Linked DNA regions of Bombyx mori: region 2 is linked to region 1. Evidence: chromatin contacts called from public Hi-C data. All regions are on one chromosome and are shown on one strand. The core of a region is the stretch at or near the end of the contact, and the rest is flanking DNA. Distances in the headings are between cores, read along the strand shown. Region 1 holds the start of LOC101744058 (lateral signaling target protein 2 homolog). Region 2 overlaps LOC101744058 (lateral signaling target protein 2 homolog).

Region 1 (7,444 bases), core at 1,490-3,989:
AGCTACGGCTGCGAGTACGAGATCGGTTGGGACCCGCTTCGCCTCGGCTTCCTTTACGGCTGCGCGAGGGTGTCATCAAATGATGTGTGCCTTCTCTATTCATGTTCTGGAACTTGCAGACGTTGCAAAATGTTATTCTAAATTGAACGTGAATTGAACCTATAATAATATAATATGAGAGATCAATTGTTTGTCTATAAATTCTTAGTCATCGCACCCATATCAAAATTATTTCACCTACCCCAAACGAAAATATCAATGAAAAGCATAGGCAGCGTTTTATCGACGGATCCACCATGCGAGTGGAACAGCGAGCAAAAATTAGTGGAATGATAACTATATAAAGTTCGTAACCAGTTATTAAATTCGTGGTTGAAGCTCAACAAACATTTGAACGTTAAGTTAAATTGAAACACGTGACATAACCATAACATTAGATACATTTTAGTTCTCAGTTATTCTGAATTAAAATAGTGGCTAGATACAGCAGAAGATGCTATCCCGTGCTAAGCTTTGAAGCTACCTCCGTACTCAGCGCGGTTCTAATTCATTTTTTTTTTAGAATCAAATAATTACGTCAAATTAACAAGAAACTCAAAAATGTACTTACGTGAGGCGACCGCACTTCTGAGATGTAAGACTCCACTTCCAACAGTCAGGAAATAATACACAGATTGCAGTAGTTTACTTAATTCTGTATTGCTTTATTTGAAACTCCACTTTTACAATCTTTAGACATCTGCTCACTACCGAATACACTGATTTCTCCTCTCGTTTCTCAGACTACCGCCTTTTTTATTATCTCACAACCCCACCACTGGCATTGCTACCACCAACAGTGTTGCTATTTGGCAATACAAAAATTGCCTTAACTTTAACATGACCAATTTTATTTTAATTATTTTACAACAAACCTTACAGCTTTTAACACAGTTTCTCCCCAAAATTTTTTGGACAAACCACTATCTTGCAACATACAACGCGCCTTTTCAATTACAATACGAATTGTACGCTCTGCCACTCCATTTTGTTGCGAAGTATGTGCCACTGACGTCTGATAATGGATACCATTAGCTCGTAGAAAGCTTGGAAATTTATCGTTTATATATTCACTACCATTATCGCTACGCAATTTTTTGATCTTTTTATTAATTTGATTCGCCACAAACACCTTGAATTCCTTAAATTTAGCAAATACTTCTGTTTTGGATTTCAACATATATCCCATAACTTTCCGACTAAACTCGTCAACAAAGATAAGAAAATATCGAGCACCACCCCATGTCTCTTCCTCCATGGGTCCAGCTAAATCTGTGTGAATCAACTCCAATATATCCTTAGCTCTTTTATTCTTTCTTTTTGGGAACTTTTTTACGCACTGCATACCTTTACAACAACTGACGCATGGTTCCTTACTAAATTTATTCAAGGTAAAGCCATCAAGCAACCCTCTTAATTTATTCATTAGAGCTGGTGATAAATGACCTAAACGCCTATGGCACAATTTATATTGATCGTTAACAGGCGAATTGATATCTTTAGTAACTAATGCCTTGTCATCTGGGTCTACTACATATAGCCCATCCTTTAAAGGTGCTTCTAAAATAGTTTTTCCCATTAAGGATACATCTGCAAATTTGTAAACTTTACAAGAATGTTTGTCAAAAACAACTGTACAATCATGCTTACAAATACTACTGACAGAAAGTAAATTGGTTATTAAATCTGGTATGTATAAAACATTCTCAAACTTTAACTTATAATTAGGCATCAATACATCACCCTTTACCTTAGATAATATTTTCTCATTATTAGCTGTAGTTATATACTTTCGGTAACCACCTTTAGCATTTACTAAAACATTGTCTGATGATGTCATATGAGATGTTGCCCCAGAATCTATAATACAATTTCTTGACTTTCCCATAATATAGAGTAAGGTAATAAAATCATTAGTCTTTTTTTGAGCTACGCATGCATTTGCATTACCTTTATTACCCCTATCTTTATAAAATTTACATTGCCATTTAAAATGACATTTTTTTTACAAAAATTACTGTCTTTTTCATACTACTACTAGGTTTTTCATTATTAGACACTAACACAGAATCCATTTCAACTGCCGGCTGCCTGCGCTGTCCTTCCTTCATTAGAGCAGATATGGCCGCTTCTGAAGTTAATTTCCTTCCAGAATGTTCCAACGTCATCACCAAAGGATTGTATTCCTCGGTCAACCCAGCTAACATTAAGATCCCAATGAATTCATCATCCAGTCCTGATTTGATTCGCTGTAAAGCCTGACTTGTCGCCTGCACTTCATTGATGTATGCTTCGATATGTGGAAAACATGATAATTTCAAATTAAAGATAAAGCATAATTCTTCGGATGTACATACAGACTTTTTTATTCTTTTCACATAAAGCTATACAACTAACTAACTGTTGCTAGGCAACAACTATTCTTCTTAATAAACTTAAGATGGTTACATATAGTAAGAAGGCCAGTTCTAACAGAATCTCAAGCTGATGAATCATGTATATTTAAGTTTTTCTGGGAATTTTAATTTGAACGAACTGGTTAATAGGGTCTGTTGGATTATAACCTATGATAATCTCTATTTATGAAGATAAATTCTTAAACATCATCGAGCAACCGTTTCCTATCGATTAGAAAAATCGATTGTGGCGCGTCACTTTTGTGATTCACTCATCAACCAATCAACTCATTCAATTTATTCATTCTTTCATTCCGCAACGTTAGGTGAATGGAACGCGGATTGTGAAAACATGGTTGCCTTTTGTGTTATTTGACGTAAATATTGTGCGAAAATAATATTTTCTGTTTACGAGTGTTTAGTGATTAATAAGTTTTATGATGTGTGTGTCCCTACTGTGATCTGTTCATATGAGGCTGCTATACAAAACTGGTCCGATGGAGTCGCTCAGAAAATGGTTTTACAAACCAAAGGTACGTCAGTGGTATTTTTCCTTTAAATTCTCGTCACGGTCATATACACGTTACAATATTCAATTCAGACAAGACTAAGGCATATTAATGAGTTTGCTTTGTAAACAGCATTCGAATAAATTCGAATCATTTAATGGTGTTGTCCTTTGTTGGGACACAGCGATCATCATTGTTGCACCTAAAAACACACTTTATATTTTGAATTCGCGGATTATTTAAAGTTGTAATTGGTACAGTATTGATTATGCTTTCCGTGGAACTAATCAATAAAGGAATTTAATATAAATTTTCCTAAATGTTCATAGAAATGTGTTTGTTGTCAGTTGTCGCTTATTTAAAATAGATTACCCACGTATCTACCCTTATCACGTTGCATTCATTCGGTTTTGAGTCATAGCGATTCTACTTAATTCTAATTTAATACAACCGAGGTATATTTATGTTATCAGAGTAAACACTATAAAAAACATATAAGAATATAAATGACAAAAAAAAAAACACCAAAATATCAAATTTAAAAAGTATCACTCAATTAAGAAAAGGTAAAAAATAAAAACTAATTTTTTTTTTTAGTTCAAGTTATTTTCAGTTTAAATTTAGAACCAAAAAGTAGTTTTTACATTTTAACTGATGTTAGTAAACATTTAATGCAGTATAATGCTGAGATAAGTAAATTCATGAATAACTAGTTTAACTAGTTTCTTGATTTTGTCGTTTTCCATGTCAACTTAGAACATTGAAAATGGCGACCTGAATCTTCTATATTTAGATTTGTTGCAAATGTTAAATTATTTACATAAGTTTCTTGAATTCGAAATGAGAGATATCTTGTGAATTTACAGTTTAAGCTTTAAATTATACTAGTAGTTCCAATACGACAATAACAGGAAAATAATCTTTTGAACTTTTGAAAGATAACTGATCTAGAGTTTTTAACTACTTTGAATAATAAAAAAAAAATGTTTGCTCTGCTTTTGGTGAGTTAAATAATTCTTAACTATTTGCTAATTTTAAATATTATACAGAGTTTTATTTTTGAAAAAAGAAACTGGTTTTTATCCGAAGTATTAGATGCTCATGTCAAATAATGTGACTATACTGGTGTTCAAACATAGTAGACTAGTAGCGATTTAAACAAAACTACTAAATGCATTGTTCGTAACATACACAATTGACTTCCACAATCTAGGAATGACATTATGTATGAAGGTCAAAAGAACTTAAAAAAATAACTTTTTATTTCTTATTCTAAGGAATTTTTGTTCTAAGAAAGTCTTTGTGTGCTTATGCCACAATTATGTATGTAAATTCTGCCACCAATTTTGAGCTATATGGTTGTAGTCTGTATTGTTTTATCTTAAGAGAACTTCGACAAAATCCTTAACGAAATCAAGTGTGGATTTTTCCTTATATCATATTATTAGATATCTATGACCTGAATGACCTGAATGACTTCTTCTGCAATTCAAATGGTTTGCCCTTGTTTTGTATGTTAAATTTTTATTATACCACCATAGGCTAGTCTGGTCTATCTATGGTTTTTGCTATATTGGATAAAAAAATTATAACAATTGACATGTGTGAGACCACTATATGAAAATTTACAGATTTGAGAGTTGATTGATTTTGAGTGTTAACGAAATAAACAGCGTAGCTTAACAAAAAAATGATAAATTTGTTATTGAGTGAAGAAAGGTTATAAAAAAATAATGAAGTAATTATAGAATGGGCAGCATTTTGTTCGATAATGAGAGATTTTCTATTAAATAGTTTTGTAAATAATCAAGTAAGATTGTTGTTAGTGATATTATATTAATAGTGAAAATCTCAAGTATATTTTATCTAGCTTTACTGATAGTAGGACCTCTTGTGAGTCCGCATGGGTAGGTACCACCACCCTGCCTATTTCTGCCGTGAAGCAGTAATGCGTTTCGGTTTGAAGGGTGGAGCAGCCGTTGTACCTATACTTGAGACCTTAGAACTTATATCTCAAGGTGGCTGGTGCATTTACATTGTAGATGTCTATGAGCTCCAGTAACCGCTTAACACCAGGTGGGCTGAGAGCTCGTCCACCCTTGTAAGTAATAAAAAAAATGCAAATTATGCATGCTTTTAGTAAATTTATTGGCTTATTCATCGACCACTCAGCTCAATCATGTAACACTCTTTCATTTCTTATTCTTGCTGACTCTCTCCAGTCCAGACAACACCCAGGTGTTTCTTACTTATGTATGTAAGTCTCTGGTAACCATAACACAGGGAATCCTAAGTTGGGGCGGATGATCATGGGTAATTTGTTCAGTCATGCCAGTTATAGTAACAACTTTACCACAATAACTTATTCTGACAGGAATTGTCAAATTTAAAGGAAACACCTGGGTGTTGTCTCTACTGGAGAGAGTCAGCAAGAATAAGAAATGAAAGAGTGTTACATGATTGAGCTGAGTGGTAGATGAATAAGCCAATAAACGTATATAAGTATATATGTTTAAATATATACATACACATATATGGATAATACATTATTGATTAAAAGAAATCTTTACTATTTTGATTTGTATTCTATTTATATACGTTCATTTCTTTCATACTATGTGCATTAACAATTTTATTGTCAAAAGAAGTTTCAATTGTAATTTATATGTGCAAAATGTATGGGTGGACGAGCTCACAGCCCACCTGATGTTAAGTGGTTACTGGTGCCCATAGACATCTACAATGTAAATGCGCCACCCACCTTGAGATATAAGGTCTAAGGTCTCAGTATAGCTACAGCGACTACCCCACCCTTCAAACCGAAACGCATTACTGCTTCACGTCAGAAATAGGCGGGGTGGTGGTACCTACCCGTGCGGACTCACAAGAGGTCCTACTACCAGTGAGAAATTTGCTCGCAATGTAACTCATTACACCCAACTCTAATGAAATTAGTAAGTTTGGAATAAGACTGAATTTTGCTACTGCCAAGATTTTGCTTTAGAAGGAAAAATGAAATATAAACATTGAATGTTGTTTATTTACCCAGTGCCATTGATATAATACACTTTTCAATGTAATTCCGTGTTTTGTTTGGATTACTCAAATTTTGCGTATATGTATTCCTTTTGTATCAGCAGCATTTACATTTACGAAAGTAAACAAAATTAAAATAGGTTAAACAAGCAAGATACCACAAAATTAATTTAACTTTGAAACGTTTACTATAGATACCGGTTTAGAATAGAACTTCCGTAAAATTCTATTCAGTTTTATTTGAGTGAAAAATACTGATTATCATAGTTTGATACCGAGAGGGCTGGTGGTCGTGGCGCCGACGACCGCCAGTCCGGCGTCCCGAGGGGGAGGGTGATGGGAGAGATGTGCTCCGCACTAAACACTTCACTGTCCCCCCTTTGCCTTTTCATGAGTTCTGTCTCATGTGAGGTTTGGACGTTGGTTGTTGAGCGACAGGAGGTTTTAATCGGTTCGACTCCGACATGCCCCGTCCTCCGTCCCCAGTGAAGGGCGGAAGACCGGCGATTTCCTCCTGACCAAAAAAAAAAAATATCTTAGTTTGATAATGGAGAGACTGATTTTTGTAGTTATTGATGCAAAGCCTGTAAACTAAGCTAATGCCGTTTGTCACTGTGGGACATCACAGAAATCTCATGTTTCAAGATGTCAGCGTATGTAGTTCAAAAGGAAAAAAAAACTTGGAAAACGTAGTTATTGAGTACGTCAATCAAATTGTGTGGCTTTTACCTTCTCCATAACGAGATTGTTATCAGCTTTCACAAGTATAATAATAATAAATAACAATATGGTACTAATTTTGTATACATATAATCTAAAGCTTAATATATGTTATTTTATCGTTATATAAACGAACATTCATCATTAAGTTCCAAAGAGATCAGTAAATATTATCAGATAGGAATACAATCTATATATTATGTAGTTGATTAAAGTGTCACTAATCTGTGATATCGCTTCGTGACGTCACTCAGCTGTCCTTGTCTACGCTATCAGAGACTGTGACGTCGTCTCGCTCGCACACTTTCACCTTTTTCACAACTGCTTTCCCAATGGACCACGAAACTCGCGACGCTTTTGCCAATTGTATTTTTTCGCAAACATACCGACCGGGCCATTCCGAGATCGGGCATTACGGCTATCTATCTAAGAGATAACTGCGCTTATTTTGACATTGTTTGTGAATTCTCACACCCATTGTTCGGTTTTTGTTCGTACGATGATTCTTATTTAGCGTGTCTTGAAATTTGTGTAGTTGCTCTTAATTTTGCCACCGTTAACTTGCAATTGAGGCCAGGATTGAAAATGTACGATTTTACTGCAATGTTCCGGAATATCAATTACAATGTTTATATAAAAAAAAAAAAAAAATCAATCTTAATTGAATATACAATTTCGAAAAGGGCTCATCTCTGAAAATGTAAAATGTTCAGGAAATGAAAAAAAAACTGATTATTTTCTAAA
Region 2 (7,444 bases), core at 1,940-4,439, 43 kb after region 1:
TAAATCTTTGCACATCGAATTGAAAATATACATCTACATAATGTATATTTCAAATTAAATCTATATCTATACTAATATTATAAAGAGGAAAGATTTGTTTGTTTGTTTGTATTGAATAGTCTCCGAAACTACTGGACCGATTTGAAAAATTCTTTTACTGTTTCGAAGCTACACTATTCCCAAGTGACATAGGCTATAATCTTTTTTGAAAAAATTAGGGATCCTTACTAAAACTCCAATAATGTAACCCAAGGTGCGCTGCGAAAACTATTGATGATAGAATAAAATAATGTACTAAGACTTTGTAGAACACAGTTTTAAAGTAATTTAAAAAAATGAAAACTTCAAATATCGTGGAAGTTTTTGTTAAAGACCCGAGCAGAGCCGGGGCGGGCTTCTAGTTTAAAATACAAATATTATCTGAATAAACTGCTGACTGAAGATTGAGTATGCTTGATACTTGTACACCTATAAAAAAACGAAATGAAGCAAAATATTAAACGCATAAAGTATTATAACAATGGGCGTTCTTATCGCTAAGAGTTAAGAGATATTATACGACGCGAAAAGGGTGTTGTCAAGATAAATAAGGCTTCATGTTATTATCGACTAAGTTCGCTAAAATTACATAAGTACTATTTTATAATCATGCGAAATTTGACGGGATTATGATTGCGTGGAATTGTTACACTTCCGCGAACTCAAATCATGGCCACAAAAATATTGACCGATATAATTCACAATTTTAACACGGATTATTAATACGCTTTTATTAGCTTCAGACGTATGTATGTATGTATGTATGTTTGTAACGTTATCTTTGAACATGATTTGAGCCCCTTCAAAACGTCGGATTAACTCGAAATTTGTTATACTTATTAAGGACCGATGACAATACAATATTAAAAACAAAAAAATTTGAAATTCAACTAAAAATGAAAAATAAATTTACGCTTTTATAGAATTTTATTGTAAAAAAACGTAGGGTGCTTTTCAGGATATTATCAAAATAACCCTTCTACTCATATCTGTTCATAAAATATTTATAACTACTACCATGCACCCCACGCTTTTTTTACAATATAATCATTTTTTCTTACACTACTTTTAATTCAAATTTATTAAAAGTTATCTTCTGTTTTAGTTGAATTTTCTATAAAAGCGTATTTTGTTAGTTTTTTTTAAACTATTATTTATTTTGTATAAATGATTCTATTAAAAAAAAAGTTACTAAAGTCACATTTTCTTTCTAGGATCGCGTCTTGAACATCACTAGTCAGATCATGGATCAAGTTCTGGGCGACGAAAGGGTGGCGCGCGGCTTCCGAGTCAAGTTCCCAGAGGACGTTCTGCAAGACAACTTAGCTGGGCAGCTTTGGTTTGGCGCTGAGGTATTTTACAAAACAAAAATAAGTCTTTTAATTGGGTTTTTTAAAGATTTCTCAGGAGATTTACAGCCAGGATCTAAGAAGCTGAACCTAGATAGTTTTTTCAATTCTAATCACTACATAGTATAAAACAAAGTCGCCTTCTCTGTCCCTATATCTGTCCTGTGCTTAAATCTTTAAAACTACGCAACGGATTTTGATGCGGTTTTTTTTAATAGATAGAGTGATTGAAGCGGAGGGTTTATGTGTATAATAAAATCCATTAAATAGTGGAGAAATCAAAAATAAATTACAGTTTCCGAAGCGAAGCGAGGGCGGGTCGCTAGTATTCTTTTAAAAAAAGTATTTGGGCGTTTGCATTCGATCTTTATAATGGGCTATCGGCAGCAAATACTCGTAGAAATCTAGATCAATAACCGTGAGGATTTTGTTTACCTAAAGTCTACTACTATGGTATCATGTATTAAATAAATTCAGTTACGTTTTTGCTTAACTAAACTATTAGAGCGCGATCTATTTTGAACAGTTAAATATTTATAACAATGGGAAAGGAAATGTAAGGTCACGGTTGACATGTCACGGTTTTCCTGCAAAAAGATCGCACCAAGCTTAAAGCCTTGAACTTTGACAATAACGAAACTTAATATTGGAACCAGAAATTTCTTTTTCTTTTTTCGGTTCAAAGACTTAACACGAAACACCTAATCGGATATTCATAAAAATGGGGTATCATGAATTTAAATGTATTTATGTTTCATTCAAATTAAGCTTTGAGTACAAACGAACTGGGACGGATTATAACGTAACTACGCAGTTTCGTTGGATCAAAGAAAAATGACTTTTTTCTTCCACAATGTGAGTCATTCTTTGTATTAGTGAATTCTTATTAAATTTTTTATCGGTCTGTTTTCTTTGTCGCAAACGGCAAGTGTCCTTTGGTAGTGTACATATCTTCATTGATGCGGAAGATTTTTTATTTGGTTCGTACTAATAAAACGATAACAGTATTCATTGCTTATGTACCTACCCAAGATATACGTTAATTTATATTTATTTTATATTCGTGTTTAATTTTGGTACGAAACGAATGAAGTTTTTTAAATTTCATTATTCAGTTTTTTTTTTCCTACCTAAGCTGATGGCTTTGAGATACCATATCAGCGTCACCGGACGTGTAGGGGAGCTCACGGGGCTCAAAACTGACGTTGTTAGACCCTAGCAAGAGTCGTCGTGGCCTAAAGGATAAGACGTCCGGTGCATTCGTATGACGCGGCGCACCGGTGTTCGAATCCCGCAGGCGGGTACCAATTTTTCTACTGAAGTACGTACTCAACAAATGTTCACGATTCACTTCCACGGTGAAGGAATAACGTCGTGTGATAAAAACCAAACCCGCAAAATTATAATTTGCGTAATCACTGGTGGTAGGACCTCTTGGGAGTCCGCACGGGTAGGTACGACCACCCCGCCTATTTCCACCGTGAAGCAGTAATGCGTTTCGGTTCGAAAGGTGGGGTAGCCGTTGTATCTATAGTGAGACCTTAGAACTTATATCTCGAGGTGGGTGGCGCATTTACGTTGTAGATGTCTATGGGCTCCAGTAACCACTTAACATCAGGTGGGCTGTGAGCTCGTCCATCCATCTAAGCGATAAAAAAAAAAGTCGTGTTTCGTAGAATCTACCACCGGATCGGAAACGCGACCCACTTAGAAGATCCGGCGAGAAACTCAGTGGGCTGTGTCTGTAGGTTAATTTACTCGCCGAGCCCTTCGGGTTCGACGAGAACGATGACCGTTTTGTTCAGTTCATTATTTTCACACCACCGCAAAATGTGTCAATATCGTAATATCGGTGATGCGATGTCAATGACACGGAAAACTATAATTAAATAAATAAACTTTGCGGTTCTACCGTTTGTTGATACTGGATTGGTTTTTAATAATAGCTAACCAATTTATATTGTCATAAAATCAGATGTGTTTCTGCGTGTCTTATCTAATCGACACGTGCAGTCCATTTTGATGCCCATAGGCCTTTTGTATCTAATCAATACACACCCATTGTTAGGTGGAGATTTTTTCTTATACAATATTTACACGGCCCACATGATATAAGTAATAATATAACTATTCGTAACGTTTATACTATTAGAGGTAAGCTTCCTCATAATAATAACTTGTTATTGTGGTTTAAGACACAACGCGTATGTCGTCATTCACCTCATACTGAAGTCTCTGTTCTGTTATACTAAAAAGGTATCTGTGCACACTAAACTGAGACTCAGGATATGGCTAGATGAGATATTCTAAACATACCCTCTTGATCTCTGGGTCATGCACGAGTATTGAGATTTCGGTCCGATTCTCAAACCCGCAACAATGATGAATAATAATATAATTTAAGTCGAACGGTTCCATTCCACTGTAAGCGTATTCCGTAATCGTCCTGGTTACTTGGAAAGTGAGGCTTTTATTTTTAGTACATTGGGTGGGCTCTACACTAGCCCTTCAATACGAATAATTGAGATTGAGCCCTCCGCATTCCATTTAAAGAGTTGCTCTAATAAACCTCTCTCTCTCAATACACCCAGCTACTATCAGTGAAAGTTTTTGTTTTTTTATTGCTTAGATGGGTGAACGAGCTCAAAGCCCACCTGGTGTTAAGTGGTTACTGGACATCAGCATAGACATCAGCAATGTAAATGCGCCACCTACCTTGAGATATAAGTTCTAAGGTCTCAGTATAGTCACAACGGCTGCCCCATCCTTCAAACCGAAACGCATTACTGCTTCACGACAGAAATAGGCTTTGTGGTAGTATCTACCCGTGCGGACTCACAAGACTTCCTACCACCAGTTAACTTTAACATCTATAAAATAAATAAACAAAAAACTATTAACTGTTTTTATAGCCTGTTTACGCAGTGGTTACCGTCACTGATGGACGTCAGCAATGCCAACTTAACTGCCAACTTTACGGAGATCAAATAATGGATCTAATTATTCTGTACCGATTTGTTCAGTGTCTCGCCGCTGGTTCGTCAATAATGAATCGCGAAGAAGAATCGGCATCGATGCGCCCCCTAGCCAAAGCTTTGACGCGGAGCTTAGAGACCGTGAGGTCTTTGCTGCGAGAGCAGTGCCTTCGTCCCCGAGGACTGGCTTTGTCGCAGCACGATGACATGCTCCACGAAAGCCTGAGAATTTTTGATCGGTAAGTAAGTATATAAATACATTAACGTACCTACCTGGCTTATATCATCATTGCATTTTTTAAGCGTTTGTATATTAGAAAAAAAACTTGGAAATTTCTTGTAATTCTAATTCCCTACAAAAATATGTATTTCTTTTTACTACACGATAATTCGTTGAGATACAATAAAATTCCAAAGAAAAAATCCCGTGTTATTTAAATGGGAAATCAAAAATCACGATGCGGCACCTCTAAATATTAATATTAAGAGCTCAAAGCTTACCCGAATTTTTTTTTCGTCGTCTTGGACGATATTTTCGTCATACTTAAAGAAAAAAAAATACGTGACGTGAAGGCAGAGAGTTTCAATAGTTTCCGATTTTAGGTTATATCGAAAAAATTGCTACCACTGGAACTGAAAGGAATCTGGTTTGTCCTTTATTGCTTAGATGGGTGGGCGAGCTCACAGCCCACCTTGTGTTACGTGGTCACTGGTGCCCATAGACATCTACAACGTAAATGCCGCCACCCACCTTGAGATATGACTTCTAAGGTCTCAGTATAGTTATTCTGAACGCCTTTATTAATTTATTTTTTGAACAGATTTTTGAGAATCTTATATTATGATTTTTAAGGCACTTTATGCATTTTCTAAGAATGTGTAGCAATCATCATCACAATAAAGTTGATGATTCTGGGTTCATTATGCTTTATGATTCTGGGTTTGCGGTAGGCAGCGGCTTGGCTCTGCCCCTGGCATTGCTGAAGTCCATGGGCGACGGTAACCACTCACCATCAGGTGGGCCGTGTGCTCGTCTGCCTATATGAGCAATAAAAAAAAGCGATCGAAAAAAAAAATATGACCTAATTTTTTTCAGTTTGTTTGCTGAATTCGAACTATGCTATGTCAGCGCTATGGTGAACGTCAAAACCCCCCAAGAGTTCGAAGCGCAGCAGCTGATTTGCGTCCTGTTCTCGGAGAGCCTTCGTCGCGCCCTCAAACAGAACTTATTAGCTCAAGAGCAGGTGAGGATCGTGTTAGAATATCGCGTGTGCTAATGAATAGAAATGATGATGATATTAATTTATCCCTAACTAACGACCCGCCCTCGCTTCGCTTCGGAAACATTAAATTTTATTATTGATAGGTGAGTCCCGCCATGTTGCGCTCGGTACGACAATAACTGCGAGTGACGCCGCGGGGCGAAGCTAGTCTAAAAAAGTAGCCTAAGTTACTCCTTATATCATCAGCTACCTATCAGTGAAAGTCCCGTCAAAATCGGTCCGGCCGTTCCAGAGATTAGCCGAAACAAACAGACAAACAGACAAAAATTGTAAAAAATGTTATTTTGCTTTATGTACTTTATGTACCGTATTGCTTTATGTAGTAAAAAGCGGTTATTTCAATATTCCAAACATACTCCCAATTTTATTTATATGTATAGATGGGAAAGGCAAAGGACTTTAGTCCTAACAGCCAGGTCTTGTGTTCTTTAATGAATAGAAAGTTTTAATTGTCACTTGGAACTTCAATGTCACCTGTCAAAATTTGTTATCTGTGGAAATGTCACTAGTTAATTTCGTTAATTTTAGAACGCTCCTAACCTTTTCAACGGTATGTTAATTTGTTCACAAGCCACTTATGAATATGTTATACATGAATTAATTTAAACTTAAGAATTGTCTGAATCGTAATTATGAATTATTTTTAGAATATACACATGGAAATGTTGAGTTTTCTCTAATACTTGGTGGAATATACGATTGGGGGTGTGTTGTTGTTAGCCACCACGAATCGATATAATTATTCTGTCGGTAAAATGGTTTAAGGGTTGTAGGTGAATGACTTATCCGAAAACAATTTAATGATTACACGTCAAAAATATACCCAGTGTATAAAACCTTCTGGAACATTGCGATAAGCTATTTATTAAAACTAGTGGTCCCGCTGTAGTCGAAATTCGACTATAATTAATTGAAATTATAAGTCTGAACAGTATTATGGTTCTATTGTCAAAGACTATTATACTTCTATAATTACAGATTTCGCCAAGACTGCACTATAGATAAATAATATTAAAGATAAACAGTATTAACCTATTCTCAATTTAACCACGGACTTTAAGTAATAACAAAAGTTTGACAATAAACATAAAGTATATATTATGTGTGTGGATGTGTGTGTGTTTCAAATACATGGTAGTGTGTGTAATTGTTTTATTTATTTATTTAATGTATTATTAATGCATATTTAACAGAAAATATTAGCATTCTGCACTCCTTCACTATATTTTCTATAAGTGTGGGTAATTTCATATTCCTCAGTCCGCGCAATTTACGTGAAAAAGAGTACAAAGTTTCTGCTTCATGTATTAATAGATGATTAATATAGATGTGTGGCGAAAATGAATAAAAAAATATGTCTGCGAATGTTGTATTTTTGTTTTTCTTTAATTTAAGTAAGTAAGTAATCACAATTATTAACTAAATTATGCCGTAATGAACATAAAAAACAAGATAGTTTAAAACACTCGTGACATTATAAAAACAGCAACGGAAAATCGAACGCGATGTATGACAAAACAAAATCAGCTGACTAGCGGGGTCAACGGTCTCGTGACCCACGTGCCTACTCAGCAGGCGACGTCCTAAATTGAAATACTTTTATGTTTAGCTCAATAAGGTCGGACATCTATTTCGATTGGACGAATGGAACGCCTTGCAATTTTTAATCGATTCTTATATAAACGCATCATAAATATCTATGGGAAATAATTTTCGTCTTTTTCTCCACCTTATCCCACTAGGTGGGGTCGACACAGCAAATTTTTTTCTTGCATTCTTTTTTATCAGCCGTCATCTC

The links. A called contact is a pair of places that touch in the nucleus more often than the background predicts.
Region 2: a Hi-C map of posterior silk gland shows a contact between it and region 1, with 2.4 times the contacts expected there. The contact joins the enhancer-like site here to the promoter of LOC101744058 in region 1. A contact is called at or near these places in 2 of 7 Hi-C or Micro-C datasets (midgut and posterior silk gland).

What each region holds. Positions count from the first base shown.
Region 1 is chr26:6,357,249-6,364,692 of ASM3026992v2, forward strand. It overlaps LOC101744058 (lateral signaling target protein 2 homolog), which reads left to right and starts at 2,740. Exons shown (of 14, transcript XM_004922060.5): 1 at 2,740-2,968. The coding sequence starts at 2,906.
Region 2 is chr26:6,399,867-6,407,310 of ASM3026992v2, forward strand. LOC101744058 (lateral signaling target protein 2 homolog) reads left to right here. Exons shown (of 14, transcript XM_004922060.5): 3 at 1,254-1,391; 4 at 4,412-4,602; 5 at 5,460-5,607. Among protein-coding and RNA genes, the nearest start is that of GSTe2, 22 kb to the right of the region's middle. Within about 2 kb of position 3,190, at least 2 of the 8 cell types and tissues checked have open chromatin away from gene starts, as enhancers often do.